4 separate regions of the Mus musculus genome follow, and all the other regions are linked to region 2. The links are chromatin contacts, called in public promoter capture Hi-C maps. All regions are on one chromosome and are shown on one strand. Each heading gives the region's core, a stretch centred on a gene start, on an enhancer-like site or on the middle of the called end of the contact. The rest is flanking DNA. Distances are from core to core; before and after follow the strand shown.

What was found. Promoter capture Hi-C pulls out the DNA fragments that hold promoters and counts their contacts.
Region 1: a contact with region 2 is called in a promoter capture Hi-C map of second pharyngeal arch cranial neural crest. The contact joins the enhancer-like site here to the promoter of Fn3krp in region 2. A contact is called at or near these places in 10 of 39 promoter capture datasets (the 3T3-L1 cell line, the C10 cell line, the HPC-7 cell line and 6 more), 2 of 484 Hi-C or Micro-C datasets (CD4 T cells and bone marrow-derived macrophages), 4 of 115 datasets of contacts at active chromatin or transcription factors (astrocytes, bone marrow-derived macrophages, embryonic forebrain and 1 more) and 2 of 9 other capture datasets (embryonic stem cells and macrophages).
Region 3: a promoter capture Hi-C map of embryonic stem cells shows a contact between it and region 2, with 4 times the contacts expected there. The contact joins the promoter of Ptchd3 here to the promoter of Fn3krp in region 2. A contact is called at or near these places in 18 of 39 promoter capture datasets (the 3T3-L1 cell line, the C10 cell line, the HPC-7 cell line and 11 more), 2 of 115 datasets of contacts at active chromatin or transcription factors (bone marrow-derived macrophages and embryonic stem cells) and 2 of 9 other capture datasets (embryonic stem cells and macrophages).
Region 4: a contact with region 2 is called in a promoter capture Hi-C map of embryonic stem cells, with 4 times the contacts expected there. The contact joins the promoter of Metrnl here to the promoter of Fn3krp in region 2. A contact is called at or near these places in 12 of 39 promoter capture datasets (the 3T3-L1 cell line, the HPC-7 cell line, cranial neural crest and 8 more), 1 of 484 Hi-C or Micro-C datasets (nephron progenitors), 3 of 115 datasets of contacts at active chromatin or transcription factors (astrocytes, pancreatic cancer cells and stem cell-derived neural progenitor cells) and 1 of 9 other capture datasets (adipose tissue).

The regions. Positions count from the first base shown.
Region 1 is chr11:121,846,785-121,849,484 of GRCm38.p6, forward strand. No RefSeq gene overlaps it. Among named protein-coding and RNA genes, the nearest start is that of Gm12586, 7.4 kb to the right of the region's middle. Within about 2 kb of position 1,342, at least 274 of the 459 cell types and tissues checked have an H3K27ac peak or open chromatin away from gene starts, as enhancers often do. A contact at or near this core is called in astrocytes, embryonic forebrain, embryonic stem cells and 3 more, where this site is marked.
Region 2 is chr11:121,419,878-121,422,637 of GRCm38.p6, forward strand. Fn3krp (fructosamine 3 kinase related protein) reads left to right here and starts at 1,496. Exons shown (of 6, transcript NM_181420.3): 1 at 1,496-1,726. The coding sequence starts at 1,586.
Region 3 is chr11:121,828,835-121,831,681 of GRCm38.p6, forward strand. It overlaps Ptchd3 (patched domain containing 3), which reads left to right and starts at 1,384. Exons shown (of 4, transcript NM_029049.1): 1 at 1,384-2,425. The coding sequence starts at 1,469.
Region 4 is chr11:121,701,162-121,704,004 of GRCm38.p6, forward strand. It overlaps Metrnl (meteorin, glial cell differentiation regulator-like), which reads left to right and starts at 1,266. Exons shown (of 4, transcript NM_144797.3): 1 at 1,266-1,634. The coding sequence starts at 1,465.

The sequences.
Region 1 (2,700 bases), core at 92-2,591, 430 kb after region 2:
ATGCAAGTGTATCTAGACTCCCTCAGTAAAATACCAGTGATCCCTTCTTTGAAGAAAGGCATTGCTTTGCAAACAATTCCCATGCTTTCTTTTCCTGCAACTAGAGGTGAGGGGAGAGATCTTTCTCAGTTCTTCTGTTTTGGCTGTGATGGCAATTCTTGGTAATCAAACTGACTACATGTGGAACTGACTAAAACTGAAAGATTTTGGATGCTGTGCAGGTTTTTTTTTTTTTTTTTTTTTTTTTTTTTGGTAATAGCTTTTGAGTTGGGAAATCCCTTCTTCAACATGGATTTTTTTAAGGCAATGAAATGTACCTTTACTCTAGGCCACAGCTTCTGGTAGCAACCTATATGTAAAGAGGACATTCAGTGTAGTAGCTCTTTCTCTCTGTCTGCTTGTTCTACATCTGGTTAGCAAGTTTTTAGTTGTTGTGGTAGTGGTGGTGGGAGGTTATTTTGTTTTACTGGCATTAGAACCCACTTCCTTGGAATTCTCATAGATACTGAAGACTGAGACACACAGCAACATGTATGTACTTAGCAGCCACTACTGGATTCTACAACTTCCCATTGGTAGACAGCCATTGTTGGACTAGTTAGATCACAGCCTGTGAACTATTCTAGTAAATCCATTTTCTGCGCACACAGATTTATTTTATCAATTCTGTTCATCTAGAGAAGCTTCACTAATACTGTTGTGGGGTTTTTTGTTTGTTTGTTTTTTACCTTCCCACGGAGGATGTTGTGCCAGCGGACAGTAATGCTCCCCAGTGTTTTTCATGTTTCCTGCTTTCCTCCCAGACTTGTCTCATACCCACCAGGTGAGAAATAGCTGCAGTTTACCCGAACCCAGCATGAAGCTACTAAACAAAACTCCTTTCCTAAAATCTCTTTAACTGTTAATATTCTGGGCACCCTTCCACCTGTCGGACCAACTCCCACTGCAAGTTGGGTAAGGGGGCTATCTATGCAAGCTATGTACTTTGATCCTAGGAGGGAGAAGGGGAAGTGCCTACTGTGAAGGGAGCTCAGGCAGTCTCTGAAGTCTGCACCAGGTAGTTTAGGGTCACTGCCCACAAAGGGGAGGAGCAGGCAGCTGAACAGTGGAAGCTGGAGCGGTGGGTCCTCCCCTGGACTGGGTAGGCTGTTGGAGGACGGGCACAATTACTACTGAAATGCAAATCCCTGCAGATCTGGAAAAGGTCTGGCTCTGGGCTGCAAGTCTAAGCAAGGAGTCACTGTTCTGCGTCTCTCATCGCGTCTGAACATAAGGGAGGTGCTCATGTCGCTCAAGACTCACTGGCCAATCAGAGCCTTCAGACGGACCTGCCCAATCAGAAGAGGAGGCGGGTTCTTCCGGGTGCCTTGAGGCAGGATCAGCTTACTCGCTGAGCAGCTTTGAATGGTTGCTTGTATTGTGCTCTGAGCCCTGCTGCTGTGTGCTGTAAAGCACACTCAGGCAAGCTCGGAACTTGGGATATGGTGAATACAGATCACATCCAACAGCAGGAGGAGCAGGGGTCTGAACATGGAGAGCTAGTGTGGTGGGTCCAACCCGGGGCTAGGGGGCAGGTCCCTTGTCCTAGCCACTTGCTGGACCCAGCAGTAGCCTCTGAATTACTTCACTATGGGAAAATCTGTGTTTTATAAGGAAACCCAAATTCCAGGATTCCCCAAAATGTCACTACAAACCAGAGATAGATGCAAACTGTTATCAAAAAGACTTTTTAAAATTAATCTTTTAATTGTGTGTGGGGTGATTTTCTGCCCTTTAATAAGGAAGACCTATTAAATCTAGAACACCCCCATCTTCAGCCATTCAGAAAAATGTTTCTGAAACAAGCTACATTAGCTGAGGTCTCCTTGATCCCAGTCTCTTGCTCCCCAGGGCAATGACTTTGCTTTCATTTGATTAAACGCCCTAGATCTTTAAGTTAAAGAGAGATATCATAACAGAGTTTTAAAACTACCCATCTGAGCCATGGAATTACCTCACTTTTATCTATAGTAAGCTTTCTACTCCACTATACCTAGGGGCAGCCACGGCCTTTCTTTTTATTTCTTTTTTCATTCACCTCCCAGTTACTGTTCCTTGATTTCAGATTCGTAGCCACCTTTTGCTTCAGTTGTTGTTACTGTTTGAGTTTGGCTGAAGTTTGGATGCAGCACTTCCCAGCTGTGAAGCAGGGCATGGTTATGCTGGACATTGAGTGTGTAATGACATATGCACACAAAGGACTCTGTGCCTTGGAAGATGAACAGGTGACCTTGAAGAATGGAAGATATCACTAAAATACAAATTTACCAGACTAGGGCTCTGTCTGCTCCTAGGGTGGGGTGGAAGGACAGAGCTGGAAAGGCCTATGCTATCTGAGTCTTTTAATCTCTACTTCTCCAGTAGGGGAGCTGCTACTGTCCTGTGGAAAAGCTAGCAATCAGGAGGAGCGCAAGTGGGAGGTAGCTGGCAGGTTCTTTCCATATTCTCCTCTGATGTTCATCAGAGGGCCGAAAGGGAGACTACAAGCCATGCCATCGTGATTGTGGCAGCCACAAGGAAGAACAGGTTGGCTAAGCAATCAGAGTCCAATCTGATTGGACTGTGATGGACTGAGAACCAGACTGTGGTTCTTTTGGTACATGTGGTGACATGAGCAGAGGGCCTTGGCCTCTGAGTCTGCCTGAGTGTGGATTCCCTGGG
Region 2 (2,760 bases), core at 246-2,745:
GGAGGGCTGGAGAGGGTCTTTATAACCATTACAGCTAGCAGAATAAGGATAGACAGGCAGAGGCAAGAAGTCAGTTCTGGGTTTTGTTTTGTTTTGTTTTGTTTGTTTGTTTTTGAGACAGGGTTTCTCTGTGTAGCCCTGGTGTCCTGGAACTCACTCTGTAGACCAGGCTGGCTTTGAACTCAGAAATCCACCTGCCTCTGTCTCCCAAGTGCTGGGATTAAAGGCAAGTGTCACCACTGCCCGGTAGTGGCAGTTCTGTTTAATAAGACTAGGTGACTGGCGTTGGTTCAAACTTCAAGTCTGACCCAGTGTAGTTTATTTAGGCATATTTTAGTCGCAGCACAATTTAGTGAAAAATTTCCTGGTGATCAACTCAATCTTGTGTGCAAAATAAAACTTAAGGTGTGAGTATGTTGAAACTCTTTGTGACGTACATGTGACATTGTGAAAGCCAAAGTTATGTTTTAAGTTTTAATTACTATGCCTAAGCGATCCATGAAAAAAAAAAATGCATCTGACCTGTAAGCTCCTTGCCCAAGGACAGATACTTCTTGAAATGCTAAAGGCTATTATTTATGGAAAATAACAAGTCACGAGTTTTCACTTCTTTAAACAAGTTTATTTGGCCCATCTATACCAGATCTGCTTGCTCACACGTGGAAGGGAGGTATATGAGTAGGAAATACGTCAGAATGTATGCTTGCCACTGATTGGACCTGACTGGAAATGCGCTGAATTGTGTTTTTTGCTTTTTTAAGCCCCTGCAAAATCTGACTGGGGCCATTTCCCTGGGAACCTGGGCAAGGATCTGACCAAAGTACATCCACGTGGGCAGTACTTAAAGTATTAAAGCTTACATGAAATTTAATTTAATTTATGTGGTCTTATTCTTGACCAGTGGGATCAACATCTTAAAGATCGGTTCTGTAGATTGACAAACTCATGAGAAGGGTTTGGGAGAGGATCCCGTGTGGTCCAGCACACAGATTAGTACAAAGGTCCTGGGCAACTACATCTGCTCACAGGCTATGCATCCTTTCCTTCGAAGGAACAACTCTGCGTTACATTCCTGGTTCTACTAGTGCTTAACTTGTAGGCACAAGGACCTCCATACCTCCCACAGGAGGGCAGGCCTCCTGGCCAGGGAAATGGTCTCGCGGCCAGCACATCCCTGAGAAAGGATGCGTCATCCTCTGCAAAACCCTAAGGGCTCAGCTTCACCTCGCTGGCGGTTTCAGACAGAACCCGGAGCGGAGGGAGCAACCTCCGTCCTTCTACACAGCTGTCTGGGAATTGTTTTAAACAGGTTTGAATTGAGAGAGTTCAGCACACCAGAGCGGGGAGGCTGGGCGCTCCACCCACTTACCACCCGGCTCCTGCGCTCCAGCAGCCAGAGAAAACTTGGCAGCGGTCTCTCTGCCTCTCAACCAATCCTAACCAGTCAGGCCACGCCCCTCCCAAAGGTTTCCCCGCCCCTTCCTTCTTGTCACCCAATCCCGTCACTGGTCTGTGTCTACCCCGCCCCGCCCCTGTACCCGCTTCTGCTCCAGGCCTGAACTGGGTCGGCTGGGGAACTGCTCTCATGGAGACCCTGCTTAAGCGGGAGCTGGGCTGCAGCTCGGTCAAAGCTACGGGTCACTCGGGAGGCGGGTGCATTAGCCAGGGCCAGAGTTATGACACGGACAAAGGACGAGTGTTTGTGAAAGTGAACTCCAAGGCAGAGGTAGGGCCACCGGCGCTGGGTGAGGGTCGGGCTCGTTGACCCGAGGCTAAAATGGGGCGGTGGTTTGGGTCCGGGGTGTGTGAGATCCTGAGCTGACCCGGGTTGGGTAGCGCTAGAGACTCAGTCTTCAGCGACAGTCTCTGCCCGCTGTCCACAGCCCGGCGATTTCCCTTTGGCCTCCGGCTTCCCTGCCCTTGCCCGCTGTGCCCGCTAAGGCAACGGTGGCTATGCAGGTGCAGCGCGTGGTATTCAGAGATTGCTATGCCCGCTTCTTTGAGAAAGCCTTCACGTCTGGCTGGTTAGTTTTGAGAAACGCCAGAGTACTCGTGTTTATCTGGAGCTTATTTCAAAACTCAGATCAAAGATCTTAAAGGATCAAAATAACACACTCATCCCACCACGTTCTGTTTGAGAGTGAACTTTTTCTGAAGCGCCCAATGGAAGATAGGGTGAGAGCCCCAAGGCTTCAGTTGTGTTCCTGGTTGCTGCTGTCCCTTTGTCATTTTAAGCTGTTCACTCCAGGTTTTGTTTGGAAGGGACGTGGATGGCTTCTGTAGAACTTGGCAAAGTTTTTTTAAAGACGAAACTGAAGGTGTTTATCTTCTTGTTAAGCCCTACACACCCTCCACGTTAGAGTTGGTTTCTGTCACTAAGGCTGACTTCCAAACTCAACCCTTTTGTTTCTGTCTCTTGGAGTGCTGGGATTGCAGGTTCTAGCCACGAGCCTAGCTTTTTGCATTTGTGGTCATTTTTCTTTCAAGAAAGGAACCTGCCTCTCCCATGTGTGTTAACCTTTGGAATACCCTTATTTTCTCAGGACTTGCCTCAACCCCTGTCTTCAGCCATCAGTTTGCCCTCAGCCACAGTCTTCGTGGTCTCCTGCATGTTCTACAGCTGGGCCTCTCTGTTCTGGTTTTGCTTGTTTTTATATAGTAGCCTTTCTCTACAGCCCTCAGTATTTCCACTTTGATTTGTTTTTTCTTTGTGATGACAGGTTGAACCCAGAGCCATGCACATCCTAAGCAAGTATGATA
Region 3 (2,847 bases), core at 134-2,633, 410 kb after region 2:
ATAGTAAGTCTTTAAAGCACTAGAGCTGGACAGATATTAACCTTCTAAACTATTAGTATCTACTTTCCTATAAATAACCCCTAGTTATAACTTGCATGTTTCATCTGGGCCACTCTTAACTCCAATTGTCCAGCCCTCCTAGCCATGTTTTCATGACTCACCTACCCCATGGTATCTTCTCCTCTCTCCCTCTTCTCTCTCTTTTCTCTTTGTGGTCTCCTCAGACCCCCAAGCCCAGAACCAAAGCCTTATCTACCACTCTTCTACCCAGCTTAAGCAAAAGTGATAGGTAACTCCTCTTAACACATCCACTGCTGCCATGTGGTAGAACAGCTGTGATGACCCACAGGAGATCTTAGCCTACAGTTATGGCAACAAAATCAACAAAAATATACAGAAGATACCTAGTTCTGAATGTAATTGGGTTGTTAACTGGATCTCTGAAGGAATTTCACAAAACCCTCCCCTGACTCTCCCTGATACTCCAACCTTTCCCAGCTTCGTGTAGGCAAGTACTAACTCTAAGAAGCACGATGTTGACGGAGGGTGGGTCTTTTGGGGGATATAGCTGTCTGTGGGTTGCCCCTGCTCCTGTAAGTAATCCTAATAGCTTAATACTCATTAAATTTATTTTAAAAATGGAGGGAGCAGCATCTTTAATCTGTTAGGCCTTTCCTACTTTGGGGTGAAGAAACATGCAGGATGGGCATGGTAATTCAGCAAATGACCAAAGAACTTATCTTCTGCTGTGGTGAAAGCAACTCATTCTGTTTCGTAGACTCTACAAACACACAAGCAACACATTTAGAGGAAACTTTGTTAAGTAGTCTTAACCAGTCTCCAATAAACACTATCTGGTTGCAGTCATTTTACTTGGCTTCCGAGGAAATAACTGGAAGCAACCATCTAAACGCTTCCTTCTTTGGATGCTAACTCATAATGGTCCCCAAATCTGTCTTGGTGCACTTTTCATTTAGATTGGGAACTGTGTAAACTTTAGATTGATAGATAACTGTTTAAGTAGTATAAGCAGTTTTTCCTCTAAGAAATACTTACGTTCCTCTGGTTTGGCATTTAAATTTGTTAGCAAAACTAGATATAATAATCCTCAGCCTCGGGGTTCTGACCGTCTAGTAGGGACACATGACAACAAAGTAAATGTGAAGTTGTCCCAGCCACTGGGCCGCCAAAGTAGAAAGGTTAAATTTATGCTCCCACTGAGAGCTTTGGTAAGTACAGGGGTAGAGGGAATGCGCCATAGGCGGAGCGTGAGGAGATGCTCTGTGCCAAGGACGGATCTGGTACTAACTCTGACCCTGGAACAGATCTGCACCAGGAGGGCGCCTCGCCCACGTGCTCCCAACCGTCGCCTCCGCATCCGGGCACAGGAGCAACCAACGGTCCTGGGTCCTGAACCGTTGGGGTGAAAACAGCTCTGCAGCAGCTCCTCTGAACAGCTGTGGGCAACATGATCTCCTCCAAGGTGGCGCCCGGAGAGGAGGAGCAGGGGGAGTCACCGTCCAAGGTGGAGCTCGGAGAGGCGGAGGAGCAGCGGGAGGCACCGTTGGAAGGCCAACTGGAAGCCGTGCCACTTGATGAGGCGGGCCCTAGCTGGACCACCGGGCCGCCACTGGAGCGCTTGCCACCGCTGGGTCAGGAGGCACCTCCGCCGCGTCGCTGCCACACCAACTGCTTGGAAGCACCGCTGTCGCGGGGCTTCCAACGCTTTGGCGCCACAGTGGGCGCGAACCCCTGGCTGTTTTTGCTCGGGCCTGCACTGCTGACGGCCTCCCTGGGCACCGGTCTCATTTTCCTACCCAAGGAAAAGGAGAACCTGGAGGAGCAGTACACACCGATTGGCAGCCCAGCCAAGGCAGAGCGGCGTTTTGTGCAGGGTCATTTCAGTACCAATGACACTTACCGCTTCTCTGCCTCCAGGACCAGCTCCGAGACCAACTTTGCATCCATCTTGGTGGTGTCCCTCGCCAACTCACTGCTGGAGCCAGAAATATTCAAAGAGGTGAGCAAGCTGGACCAGGCGGTGCAGGCGCTGAAAGTTGTCCAGGAAAATGGAACGCAGATTCTATACCAAGAGGTGTGTGCCAAGTACAAGACGCTGTGCGTGCCGCCCAACCCTCTGCTGTTTTCCTGGCAGCATAACTCGTCGTTGAACCTGTCGGACCTCACCTTCCCTATCCACAACACGCCCACCCAGCTCATCTACTTAGCGGGCTTCTTTGGGGGAAATGTTTTGGGTCAAATGACTGGAAAAAGTCAACGACTCGTGGAGTCCCGAGCAATGAGACTACTGTACTACCTCAAGACGGAGGACCCCGAAGACAGTGAACGTAGCCAGGCATGGCTGACTCACTTTCTTGACCATTTTAATGACATGAAGAGCAGTCTGACCCTGGAAGAGATAGAGGTATTCTGGAGGTTAGGGTTTGCAAGGGGGGCCACTAAGGGCAGAGACAAAGTGACCTTTGCATTTAAGCTGGGAATGCTGTACTGTGCTTAGAGTGAAAACCTATTGGAACACAGATGGCGCCAGAGATCATAAATGTGTTGGCATCTTTCTGGTCTCTACACAAATCCTGTGTCTGTAATTCCATTTCGTATAGAAACTGATTTTCACATTTGCTGTAGGGTTTGGTTTTCTAATTAAGTCACTTGAAAATTACTTCTTTTAGTGACCCCTCCTCTTATTCCTAGGAGTCCTTAAAGCCTGTTTGTATCTAACGAAATGAAAGACAAAACTTTCAAGGTCTGTCATGCTATTTTAGAAGACAGATAGCTAGCTCAGCCTTTTTCAGGGTAGTTATAGATAAGAAACCTAGCTTAGTGTTG
Region 4 (2,843 bases), core at 16-2,515, 280 kb after region 2:
AATTTGTCCCTCTTACTCTCAGTATGGTTGCCACCTAATAAATAAACTGCATTTCTAGGCCTTTCCTCATGCATAGAGGGTACTCTGGAATCCCTTGTTTCCTCCTGACCTATCCAGGCCAGTTTCGTCCATCATTTGATACTGTTTGGGGCTTTGAAGTGAAGAAAGATTGCCTCATCACCTTCTCCCTGTTTTGTTTGTTTGTTTGTTTGTTTTTTAAATCAAGCTCCAGGCCAGAGAATGTGTCCCTCCACCTCCCTATTTCTGCCCTGCTCCTGTGTAGCTCCCCCACTAGATGTTAGGATCACCATGATCTCCATGCGACGCCCCTTCATGGCCAGACTGGGCTCTCAGATGGTTATTTTTTTGTTTCTGTTGGAAGGATATTTGGAGACAATTGGATCTGTCAAACTCGGGATGGGAGATACTATTGAAGTATAGAATGGGTCCCAAGATGAAATGACGATAAAGCTCCACACTGCCCAAGGTAGGTTTCACTGTAAAGAAGCATCCAGCCTAAAACCTCAGCTTCAAGATGACAAAGTGAATATTAAACAAGAGACCACAGGACACTTGAAAGTGTGGCCTGGGGACTGATTGCACACCTGAGGCCTTTCTATGGGATGGATGTTCCAGAGTCTCGAATAACCTCGTAGAAGCTGCCAGTGCTTACTAATGGCAGAGTCTCAGTCTCTCTCTGATATTCTCTCTCTCTCTCTCTCTCTCCTCCCTCCCAAGGCAAATTTTGAGCTGGGGAACAGAAAGAGAGGGTGCCAGGAACCCCAAGAAGCCACCGCTCTTGAGTTGTGAGCATCACAATAGTCCTTGTGCACTGGAGGCCACTCAGGCTGTCTAAAAGATGGTGTCTAGCTGCTGGAAGGAGCTCAGATTTCTTCACTTCGTGCATAATAGTGCAGTTCCCCCAGGCCCAAACTCTTCCATCCCCATCCCTACAGCTTCTTCGTCCCAGCCCCAGCCCTCCTCCCTGACCTTGTTCCCGTTCTTTGCAAAGTCGTTTGTCCCACTCCGAGCTGCACTTTCCCTTGTCCTGTGCGGCGAGATGCTGCCCACTGAGTATCTGCGGCGTGACACCAGGGCGTTCCAGGCTAGAGCTGGCAGGACACAGATCTGTGAGCTGGCGCACGGGGCGGAACTGCTGGCCCGGGCCGAAGGCCAGGCGGGGGCGGAGCTCGGCCGAGGGCGGGGTGGCTTCACGGTTCCGCCCCCCAGCTGAGCCAGACCACGGTCCGGGAACTTGCCAGCTCAGAGGTTCTAGGGGCAGCCGGCGCGCTTCTCTAGTTGCAGCTTGGGCGGCTCCTGTGGTGGGCGGCTAGGGGCGAGCCGGGATGGGCTATAGACGCGCGACGTGATCAGTTCGCACGCGGACCCACGCCTCCCATCGCTCTGCCTCAAGAGCCTATTCTGTGGGTGCAGGCACGCACCGGACGCAGACCCGGCCGGAGCATGCGGGGTGCGGTGTGGGCGGCCCGGAGGCGCGCGGGGCAGCAGTGGCCTCGGTCCCCGGGCCCTGGGCCGGGTCCGCCCCCGCCGCCACCGCTGCTGTTGCTGCTACTACTGCTGCTGGGCGGCGCGAGCGCTCAGTACTCCAGCGACCTGTGCAGCTGGAAGGGGAGGTGAGTCTTGCGGGTGATTCCAGCGTGGACTCCCTGGACCTGGACCGGAGCCCTCGGCAGCGAGTGGCAGAGCTTGCGGGGTAGGGACAGCTATGCTGGCCAAGTCCGGTGACCCCCGCCCTAGCTCTGGTTTCAGAACAAAAGAGTTGGTGGCATCTGGGTCCCAGCTCGGAAGACGCCCACTCTCCGCGCGCGTAATACTGCCCTAGTGGGTTTCCTGGGCTCCATAGGCTGCATGTTTGGTCCTCCCAACGGTTGGGATTTCTGATTCTTGGGAAAGGGTTGGGATTGTGCTCATCTAGAGGGACAGCTGTGGCGTGGAGAGCGTGGGGTCCAAACGAGACCCGTATCGGCTGCAGACCGTATCTTTGGGGCAAAGAGATGGGGTCGACACCTGTCTGCGGCCAAATGCAGTAGGGTAGAGCCCTGAGCCCGCTTGGTGAAGGTCAAGCCGCCCTTGGCAGCAGGGCACAGGGTTCCTGTGACACTTCTCTCTCGTCCCCATCAGCAGTGACAGCGGAGGACTTTTTGCTGTTGTTTTAACTGAAGTGTGACGTATGGAAAGAAGCACAAGTCACAAGTGTGCGCGGGCGGGGTGCCTGAGGAGTCGTAGCTACTTTGGACACTGAGAACGCGCCAGGCACAGCGGCCGGCCCCCTCTCTTTGCAGAGCCAGTTTTTTACAGCTGCAAGTTGCCAATTCAGCGGTTTGCATAGCGCGCTGCGCTGATGCGGGTCTCCTGAAAACGTGGGCTGGGACGGCGGTGGGGGTCTGATGTAGCTCATCCCAGGGGCAGGGCGCTTGCGCAGGCCTGGGGAGGTACACGATCTCGTCTGAAGCACAGACTCCAGTGAAGGGGGCTCATGGGGCAATGCGTGCGGTGGGTGATTTTGGTCAAGAGGGTTTTCTGAGAAAGGTGGATGTTGGGCAGTGCCCGGATCTGCGTAAGCAGGGCATCAATGATTATCTTGTACACTTACAGTGCCTGACTTTCTGAGAAAACCACAGAGACCAAAATCAACCCTCATCAAGACTCCTGCTGGAGTGCTTGGACTGAAAGATTGAGAGCAGCTTCTTGAGCTCTGCAGTACCGGTCTTTAAGGGAGTTGGAGCTTTCTCTCCCGCAGAAATCCCTTCTGCCTGGCAAGAGCAGGGAGTTAGAGGGCTTGGGGCAGACAAGAGCAGATTGGATCTGAGGGAGGACTGGCC